Linked DNA regions of Anas platyrhynchos: region 2 is linked to region 1. The links are chromatin contacts, called in public Hi-C maps. All regions are on one chromosome and are shown on one strand. The core of a region is the stretch at or near the end of the contact, and the rest is flanking DNA. Distances in the headings are between cores, read along the strand shown. Region 1 overlaps GDAP2 (ganglioside induced differentiation associated protein 2). Region 2 holds the start of USF3 (upstream transcription factor family member 3).

The links. A called contact is a pair of places that touch in the nucleus more often than the background predicts.
Region 2: a Hi-C map of subcutaneous adipose tissue shows a contact between it and region 1, with 2.5 times the contacts expected there. The contact joins the promoter of USF3 here to the enhancer-like site in region 1. A contact is called at or near these places in 3 of 8 Hi-C or Micro-C datasets (liver, skeletal muscle and subcutaneous adipose tissue).

The regions. Positions count from the first base shown.
Region 1 is chr1:83,888,720-83,893,069 of IASCAAS_PekinDuck_T2T, reverse strand. It overlaps GDAP2 (ganglioside induced differentiation associated protein 2), which reads right to left. Exons shown (of 14, transcript XM_072043700.1): 5 at 4,172-4,260; 6 at 2,555-2,631; 7 at 322-481. Among named protein-coding and RNA genes, the nearest start is that of GDAP2, 11 kb to the right of the region's middle. Within about 2 kb of position 2,334, at least 1 of the 8 cell types and tissues checked has an H3K27ac peak or open chromatin away from gene starts, as enhancers often do.
Region 2 is chr1:83,986,033-83,990,673 of IASCAAS_PekinDuck_T2T, reverse strand. It overlaps USF3 (upstream transcription factor family member 3), which reads right to left and starts at 2,256. Exons shown (of 6, transcript XM_038181075.2): 1 at 2,131-2,256. The coding sequence starts at 2,178. NAA50 (N-alpha-acetyltransferase 50, NatE catalytic subunit) reads right to left here. Exons shown (of 5, transcript XM_027449698.3): 5 at 4,483-4,641.

The sequences.
Region 1 (4,350 bases), core at 1,085-3,584:
GGGAAAAAAAGCTCCTAACCAGCTCAGGAGAAAATTTGCAGAGGGAAAGGACTCCATCACCCCTCCCCCCCCAAAATAAAAAGACAGAACGACAGCTTTACCACATCCTCTAACCACTCTCCACTTCGAGACAGAAAGCAGAAGTTACTGCTGTCGAACACACAAAGCTAATGAGACAACTTGACAATTCTTTTCGTTACAGCCTGCCTTCCCACACCACCTCACCCCAGATACCTCTTTGTTCACCGTGTATTTTTTTTCTGTTTTTTTTGCTTACTTTCACAAAGACATCCTTATTCCAAAATTGAGTTAAGAACTCACCATCTGGAACACCTGGCTTCTCAGTAATTCTGATCTGCCGCTCGGGTACTACAGGCTCCCCTTCCGCATTACCAATATCTGCAGGGAGGTAAGGCAAGGATTGTATCTCTTCTTCCAATGATCTTGGAAAATACAGAGGCAGCAACTTCTGGTAAGTGGCCTATAAATAAGAAAAATGCGTGAAGGTCTATCACGCATCCTTGCTCTTCAGATACGTAACACCTACCCTTGTAGCAGGTATCTTCTCTGAGATTTGGAGGCAACGTGCTACTTTCCTTGATGGCTTACATTGGGCTGCTATTTGGCAATAAAAGCAGATAGGCTTTATCAAGGTTAATAATTTTATTTTGGTGCCACATTGGTAAGTAACCCAGAGAAGATTCTGCTTTAAATTTCATGAACTCAGGTGGACTGAAGATACTTCAGCATTATAATGAAGTTACAATACATGTAGATGACAGACTTCAGCAAAGGTTGCTTAGATGAAAATGGATCACTACAAAGACCAACTCAAGTGATCTGACTGGAAAAAAGAATAAACAAGAAACAACCAAGAGAAACCCTCCTCGCATGTAGGAAAACAGTGAAAATCTTTACTAAACATTGTAATACTTCACCACATGTTCCCTCCATCAGACGAGTAGTTTTAGAAACCCTATTAAGTAATTTCATTTTGTCATCCAGATGTGACAGAGTCTGAACAGTGTGGGTATTCTGCACAGGAGCAGCTATTATTAGGTCCAACATCTAAGAGTTGTTGTCCTAGTTTTGGCTAGGATAAAACAATTTTTCTTCCTAGTAGCTGGCATGGTGCCATGTTTTGGATTTAGGATGAGAACGGCATTGATAACACTGATGTTTTAATTGTTGCAGAACAGTGCTTGTACTGAGTTGAGGACTTTTCAGCTCCACCTGCTGCCCTGCCAGTGAGGAGGCTGGGGGTGCACAAGGAGCTGGAAGGGGACAGCTGACCTCAAATGGCCAATGGGATATCCCTTAGCAGGGGGCATTGTGCTCAACAATAAAACTGAGAGGAGTTGGCTGGGGGAGTAGGGCTGCTGCTCGGGGTCTGGCTGGGCATCGATCAACTAGTGTTGAGCAACTGCATTGTGCATCGCTTGGCTTTGTGTATTTTTATCATCGTTTTCTCTTTCTTTTCTGTCCTGTTAAGCTGTATGCATCTCAACACATGAGATTTTACCTTTCTCCCCTCCATCCCTCCCATGCCACTGGAGGCATGGGAGGAGTGAGTGAATGGCTGTGTGGCACTTAGTTGCCTGCTGGATTAAGCCACAACAGTCCTTTACATGGGTCATGTGTACACCTTGAGCACAGTGTTCAGTGCCATTAATCAGCAACTGTTAAACTGGTACAGTGCTCATAACAATTGTGTTTCAACATGCTCTGGGCAGATCTGTCTTTATCTCAACCCTTTGTGCCCCATATTGGGTGCCAAAAGGACTGTTGTGCTTTTACCTGACAGGCAGTTAAGCACCACACAGATGTCTGCTCACTCCCCCTCCGTGGAATGGGGGAGAGAATCAGGAAAAAAATAAAAATGAAAGAAGTAAAAAATCAAGGGTTGAGATAAAGACAGTGCAACTGAAAAGTCCTTGACTCGGTGCAAGCACTGCTCTGCAACAACTAGAATACAGGTGCATTATCAGCATTATTCCCACCCTGAATCCAAAACACAGAACCGTAACAGTTACTAGGAAGAAAATTAACTCTATTCCAGCCAAAAACAGGACTGAAACTGTCAGCACTTATCTGAAAACAGATCATTAAACATCAAGCTTGTTACTTCAGCAATGTTTAAGGTCTTTATATATGAATGGAAATCAGGACAATCTTTTAAAAGCAGAAGACCAAACCTTGTATAAAGAGCAAGTCTTGCCTGAGAAATTTGTGTCTATCTGGTAGAATGCATCCAGCACAACTGCATGCTCTAACCTCTAATACTGACTCCTGCTTATGGCTCAGGAACATGGAAGCCAGAAATGGAAAGGCTGTAAACAAATCTATGGTGACTGCTCAAAGTGTGCTGGGAAAAAGCACTGGAAAAGATACTGTGCTGATAAGAGACAGAAATAAGCTGTGCAACCGAAAGTCTAAGTGAGACAGGATGATTTGTTAGAGAGGATCTGAGTCCCAGTCTACAGTGCAGGGGTTAATACTGCTGCTGAGATCAAACACATCCATGAATTTTGATGAAGGAACATCAAAGAGATACCTCTTCGAGCTCAGAGACTGCAAACACAACCTTCTCCAGAGTCTCCCCGTGAATCTCCAGGAACCTTCGAACTGTGCCTGCAAAGAAGAAGAGTAAATGTAAGTTAGCAAAATAGGAGAAGAAATTTACACATGGCTACAAGCACAGAAATCAACTGAATGCAGAACAGAGAAAGACATCTCTCTCCTTGCACCAAATAGCTCCACAGGCAGTACACAAGCATGGATTAAGTGGTGGTTTAACATGAAATGGGTTTTGGGGCATACTGGAAATTCCATCTCCATTCTCTCCTGCTTCTCTCTTTACAGATGGGTAAAAAATGAAAAAGTCTCTCTGGGATTTTAGCTTACTAGGCACACCTCAATTTATAGAATGTGATCTTAGTGCCCTGTGGAAAAAAAACAAGCAAAAGCCCTCCTTTACCAAGTCTCTGCAAGTTGTCAAAAATGGATTATTCCTAGAACAAGTCGCAAGCCACACAAAAACTCAGGGGTCAGCTATGCAAAAGCAGCATATAGAAATCATAAATGTAAGTCATGAGAGAATTTATTCCCTCTACTAATTCTTGGACTTACATTGCAGCTAAAGGCCCTCATCTGTAATCTTGACAGATGTCAGGATCTTCACGTGCTTTTCTATCAAGATTACTAAGAGAGAAAATGTCCTAACAAATACATTGGCCTAGCAACATTTTTATCAGGTAGCATATAGCCCTACACAGACAACAACAAAGCAATAAAGGAAAGAAGTAACAACGGGTCAGTAGAAAAAAAATCTCTTCTCAAAAACTTCCTGTACAGAAATTCACGCGTAACTGGGTTGACCCACAACACTACTTTACAGGACAAACACAGTTCTGCAGTTTCACAGCAAGTATTTTCCTGAACCTGTGTGAGCAGATATTTTCTGAAGTCTTACTCAGGCAGGTGGCAGAGAAACCAGAGAAACAGACAGATAGGTTTCTTCGAGTGCCAGCACCTCTGCTAAGCAAAGGGTGAGATTTCTCCAGTCAGCTTGCACAGCAAGAGGAAAAGCCTATCATCCCACCTGCAACAACTTCCCTATTGTGTGGGAGTACCATACAGGAAGGTCCAGGAAATGGGTGGTGGTGGAAAGCAGACACGAAGAGAAGGACAATGGGAATGAAAAGTTAAAAGAGGAAAAGGAAAAAAACAAACAAGGCAAATACACTTTAAGTTTGGCTATGCTGACAACACTGAAATAGCAGCTGAAATTCATTCTGTTGCTTGAGGTCCACCTACAGTTATTCACAATTAAGGCCTCATCCTTGTTATCCCAAACATTTTTCTATTATCAGCAAACTCTCACCTCACTCTTCAGCATCTTTTTCCAGGTCATTAAACAAAAAGTATCAAACACTAGGTTCCAACATAGCATCCAACCCATGGATGCTTCCTGATGACCTCTCGGAAAAAGGTCTTTTGTTTTTATCCTCCATTTCCCATTCATCCATGCAAAGCCTGCCTCTTTACGCCTCCTGCAACACATTACAGCCCCCTAAAAAAAAGTTTCCCCATATCAGTAGCAGTCTGCCAGAGGTAAGCAATCTGTTGAATACTGCCATTCAATTTACTGCACTTTCCAACATAAACTTACGCAGTGCTATGTGGGTTGCATCCTCCAAGGGGTAGCATCTTTTCAGAGAGTTAATGACACAAAATCCTACAGAGCACATTGCCTGTTCCCTGAAATCCAGAAACAGAGAAGTAAATGAACAGAAGTAAATGAACAGAAACATAACTTGAGGTCAGGTGGGAGCAAACTTTTGCCAGTAC
Region 2 (4,641 bases), core at 1,007-3,506, 98 kb before region 1:
ATGTTACTTAACAGAAAACAGCATCAGCTGAAACGTTGTGCTGTGACACTCATTCACTACCCTTCAGAGTGGCAAAGGCTTCACAATAAGCGTGTGTATATATCTATACACACACACGCGAGTGTAATAATATATATTTAAAAGTTAAGATGTAAACAGCCGTGATTCATTGAAGATCCCTTCACATCAAATGCTACTTCTATTTCTTCCCAGGCATCTGTCAATTACAAAGTTAATTTTAAGACCATCCTGGATCCAAAGGGTTATAACAAGAACACAAGCACCCATACAAAAATTAAACAATTGACTGGCTCTTGCCAAATTCTGCATGACCCCACCCATGTCCTCCATGAGTACTTGACTTCTATGCTGTTTAGAATCCAAATTCAATCCATACATTACATTAACTCATGCCCAAACTGGAGATGACTGTGCAGTGCCACACACATCGTGCCAACCCGCGTTGCAAAGTAAAGGCGCATGCGAACAGAGCTCAGTTCCAAGTCACCCTGCTGACTGATTTGCCAGACTTCAATACCTGGAAGCCTGAGGTGTTGTTTGTTTTCTTAGCATGTTGAAATCATAACAAACAAACAAACAACACGCAGAAGCAGCTCTGTAATTCCTCCCCTTAAAGAAACTGGAACACCTTCTACATTGACACAAGAAGAGAAAGGGGAAAGACCAGAGCACCTCAGCCCGCGGGGTCAGCAGAACACTGCTGCTTAATTTTTGCCACCTTCTTCATGTGCTGTCTTGGGAATCGCAGCCTAAGGCCAGCGCTCGGCTACAACAGTCGAGCCCATGATGCACACAGCAGGCACGTGCCAGACACACACCACAACGCCACACACCTGACAGACACTTCAGCCCGTCCCTGCTTGGCTCTCGGGAGCACTTACTGCTTAGAAAGCCGAGAGCCAAAGGAGTAAAGCCCCCAGCACGCACCCACAACCTAATTCTCTCCTTGCAGCTGTTGGGCTCCTCCAGGCTCCAGCACCAGTCTTCTCTCCACTCTTAAAATCCTTCCAGCTGTTGATAACATCATTCTGAAAGGCAGTAACACCCAAATACTACGTGGTTGTATCTATTCTCACCTTAAAATCACGCTTGGAGCATGAACAGTTTCTAAGTTTAGGTCCTGTGCAGTGATGAATGTACTTCCAGTTGTCAAAACTACTTCACTCCAAAAAGTATGTATTATTTTTGAATAATTGTTATTATAGCAATAACTGAAAGCCAGAATTAAAGTTCTACGTCCTTACAGTAATACTAAGGACCATTTCTCCGTATTTATTCACAGAATCACAGAATCACAGAATTTCTAGGTTGGAAGAGACCTCAAGATCATTGAGTCCAACCTCTAACCTAACACTAACAGTCCCCACTAAACCATATCCCTAAGCTCTAAGCTTCCTTCTTGCTTGTTTGATTACTGCACACGTGTGACAGGTAGCACCCCGCAGTTTGTTAAAGCGCTGTGTAACACAATCAATGTAATTATCATTGCTCCAACACACTGGATACAGAGGAAATAAAGAAACTATAAAGTCGTGTTTCCAAACCAAGCCTTTACATCACCTACTTCTGACTGCCGGGCGTGCAATCACTGTTACCTTTGCTTAATGCTTTCCATAACCGCATCTGCGTGCGATATAACAGAAAGCGAAGATGTTATGCGAAAAGAGAAATCAAGGCATGCAATTTGCAAGGTGCTGACGGCCAGCGACCCAACGCGCCCTCCTGCCTTACCCCGCTCAGCGCGAGGCCTCCGCCGCCGCCAAAATTGCCTGAACCGGGCCCGACTCGTTACCTCCTTCCCCCAGGGAGCTGAGGGCACGGCCGGGGGGGAAGCGCCGGGAACAAACCCGGGGCACAACCGGGCCCCGCTCGCTCCCCCCCTCACGGACAAAGGGGCCCGGTTGGGAGGGGGGGGGAAAGGGGGGGGGGGGCGGCACGCGCCGTTACCATGGCAACAGGACGAAGCCCGGCGCGCGCCCCCCAACCGTCACCTCCCTCAGAATAACGGTCGGGGGGGGGCTTAACGGCGACCCCTTCCCTTCCCTTCCCTTCCCTTCCCTTCCCTTCCCTTCCCTTCCCTTCCCTTCCCTTCCCTTCCCTTCCCCTCACCGGCGGGCTGGGCGGGCTGGGCGGCGGCGCCCCCACGGCGGGCACCATCCTCCCTCCGCCGCCGCCGCCGCCGTCTCCTCTCCGCTCCGCTCCCTGCCGCGCAGCCGAGCCTACTGCCCGCACGCGCGGCCCGCCGCAGCCAATCAGGAGGCGCGGGTCGAGCCGCCGCGGCCAATCAGATTGAAGTGGGAGGGGGAAGGTGGCGCTCGCTCGGAGGGGGAGGGGCGAAGGCGGCGCGGAGCCAATCGGAAGGCGGAGGGGTCGAGGCTGGCGGCGCGTGCCGTCAGCAAGTTCGGGTGGCCGAAACAGGAACTGGGGGAGATGGGCAGCTCGGCCGGCCAATGAGAGAGCGGGGGAGGGCGGAAGCTCTTAAAGGGGAAGCAGCTGCCGGGAGGCCCCGCCCCGGCGGGCGGCCGTTACCTCAGGGCGGCCGTTACCGGCCCCACAGGGCCCTGAGGGGAGCTCCCAGCGCTTCCACAGCCGGCGGCCGGCAAAGTTTAAAATAAAATAAAATAAAATAAAATAAAAAGTTTTATTTTGTCACTCCCATTTAAAAGGTTTTGCTCACGGAACACCTATGTGACAGAGATAATAAGAAATAAAAAATTAAAAAAAATTAAAAATTAAAAAGAATAAAAGATTAAAAAGTTGTTCCTGTCATTAAACACTGGCTTCAGACTCCTTACCCTTCCCCACTACCCCCCCTGCAATTAGCGCTCCTAATTAGCTGCCCCATCACTTACACATAAAGGATAACATCCTTACCTTGCTTTTTTAAGGATTTTCCCTAAAAAGGCAGCCCTTATCCAAACAAGGAAAAATTAGTTCACTTTTTACTAACCCATGGTGCCCTGGAGCACTACAGGACTCTACAAAAGTACTCCCACAAAAATCAATGCTGGGGTCCATCTTCGTCAATGCTACCATACGGTAAAAAGGGAGTAGGGTGAGGTAAAGTTTAGTGGATTTCAGTAGGGATAATAATGAGGAGTAACAGATGAGCCTTCCAGTACTGGGTGCCAGAGAAACAGATACCCCAATTTTCTATGTGAAGTTAATGAGTTGATTTACCACTTAATTGGATACTAGTGTTGTAATTGTACTGTGCATCGCCTCAGGAACAAATGCGAAGTGCTAAAAGAGATCATAGCACACCACAAGGTGTTAGAAGGGCCATGTAAATACCTGAGTGTTGGATACTGGGGGGGAGTAACCGCGTAGAGGAGCCACCTAATTCGTAGAAGAGGGCAACATGGACAATCAGGGATAGTTGCTAGTTTCCGTGTACAGGAGTCACTGAGTTGTCTGAAACTTTACAGACTGGTTGGAGAGGTGACTGGGACAAGCACAGAGAAGGAAAGAAACGTTGAAGAGATCAAAATAAGCCGAAGGGTTTGGAACGCTGGGGCAGTTTGAAGCCCAGCAAGTCTTCCAGCTTCTGCAGCTGCCTTGTGATGCTGAAGCAGATGAGGGTTGCTCTCCAGACAGATCTCCAGCTGTGCCTTCCAGGCCCTCCAGTAGAGGTCAGGGAAGACAGCTGCTAGCAGCAGCTCAGGAATTCAGTCAAGTCGGCAGTCTGAGACAACTTTTGCATGGTATCCTAACAAATGCAGACTCCAAACACTGATAAAGCAATCTCCATAAGCAGATGCACTGTAACAGATTTGGGGTTACATTCCACCCCCCCGAAAAAGTGTACCACAACACATCGCTCCATAAAAGACGCTTCAAAGCACAAAAGGATCTGAAAAATCAGCTTAAAAACGTCTGTAAGAGAAGATGGAACTAGAATAGCTATGAAGAGGTGAGTTTTACTTAAGTACCTTTCTAAAAAAGGTCAACTTTGAAGAACACTCACCACATAGTACAATGAATTACTTTACATGTACAGACTTCTTTTTCCAAAGATTGTCTGTTGATAGCTAGCAATTAGTTTCAATACTTTAAAAATACTTAGCCTATAAAAAGCCTGAGTTTAACTCAAATAAGTTATAAATAATATACAGTTAATAATTTAACTATAAAGCACTAAGGCTCTTGATGCCTGGTCTGTTAGTGAGCGGCCTTGAAACAATTTCATGCAAAAGTAGTCCAGGACAGTTGTAATTCCTCTCCTTTCCTCCACCCAACAAGGCTGAGGATTTCTGAGAAAAGGCTCATGATTTCAGAGAAAACAAACAACTCCCACTTTCCTCAGTCATCAGACACACATGGCATTCATCACATAGCAGCCTAATTTACGGTTTATGTTAGAAATCTTCACAGTTAGTTTATGAAGCTGTGGAAGAATGTTCTAAATCTGATCTCAGAAGGACACAGCTGGGCTGCAAAAAACACACAACCAGTCAGAAGTGACATAACTCAAATAGTGCACGTTTATTCTGAACGGTATTTCTAAAGAGTTTGAGAAAAACAAAAACATGCTCCTGATGTACAACAAGGGCAATGATATAGATTAAAAATGGACCATCTTATTTGTAAAGAATTTGCTCCCCCTGCAACTTAAATTGT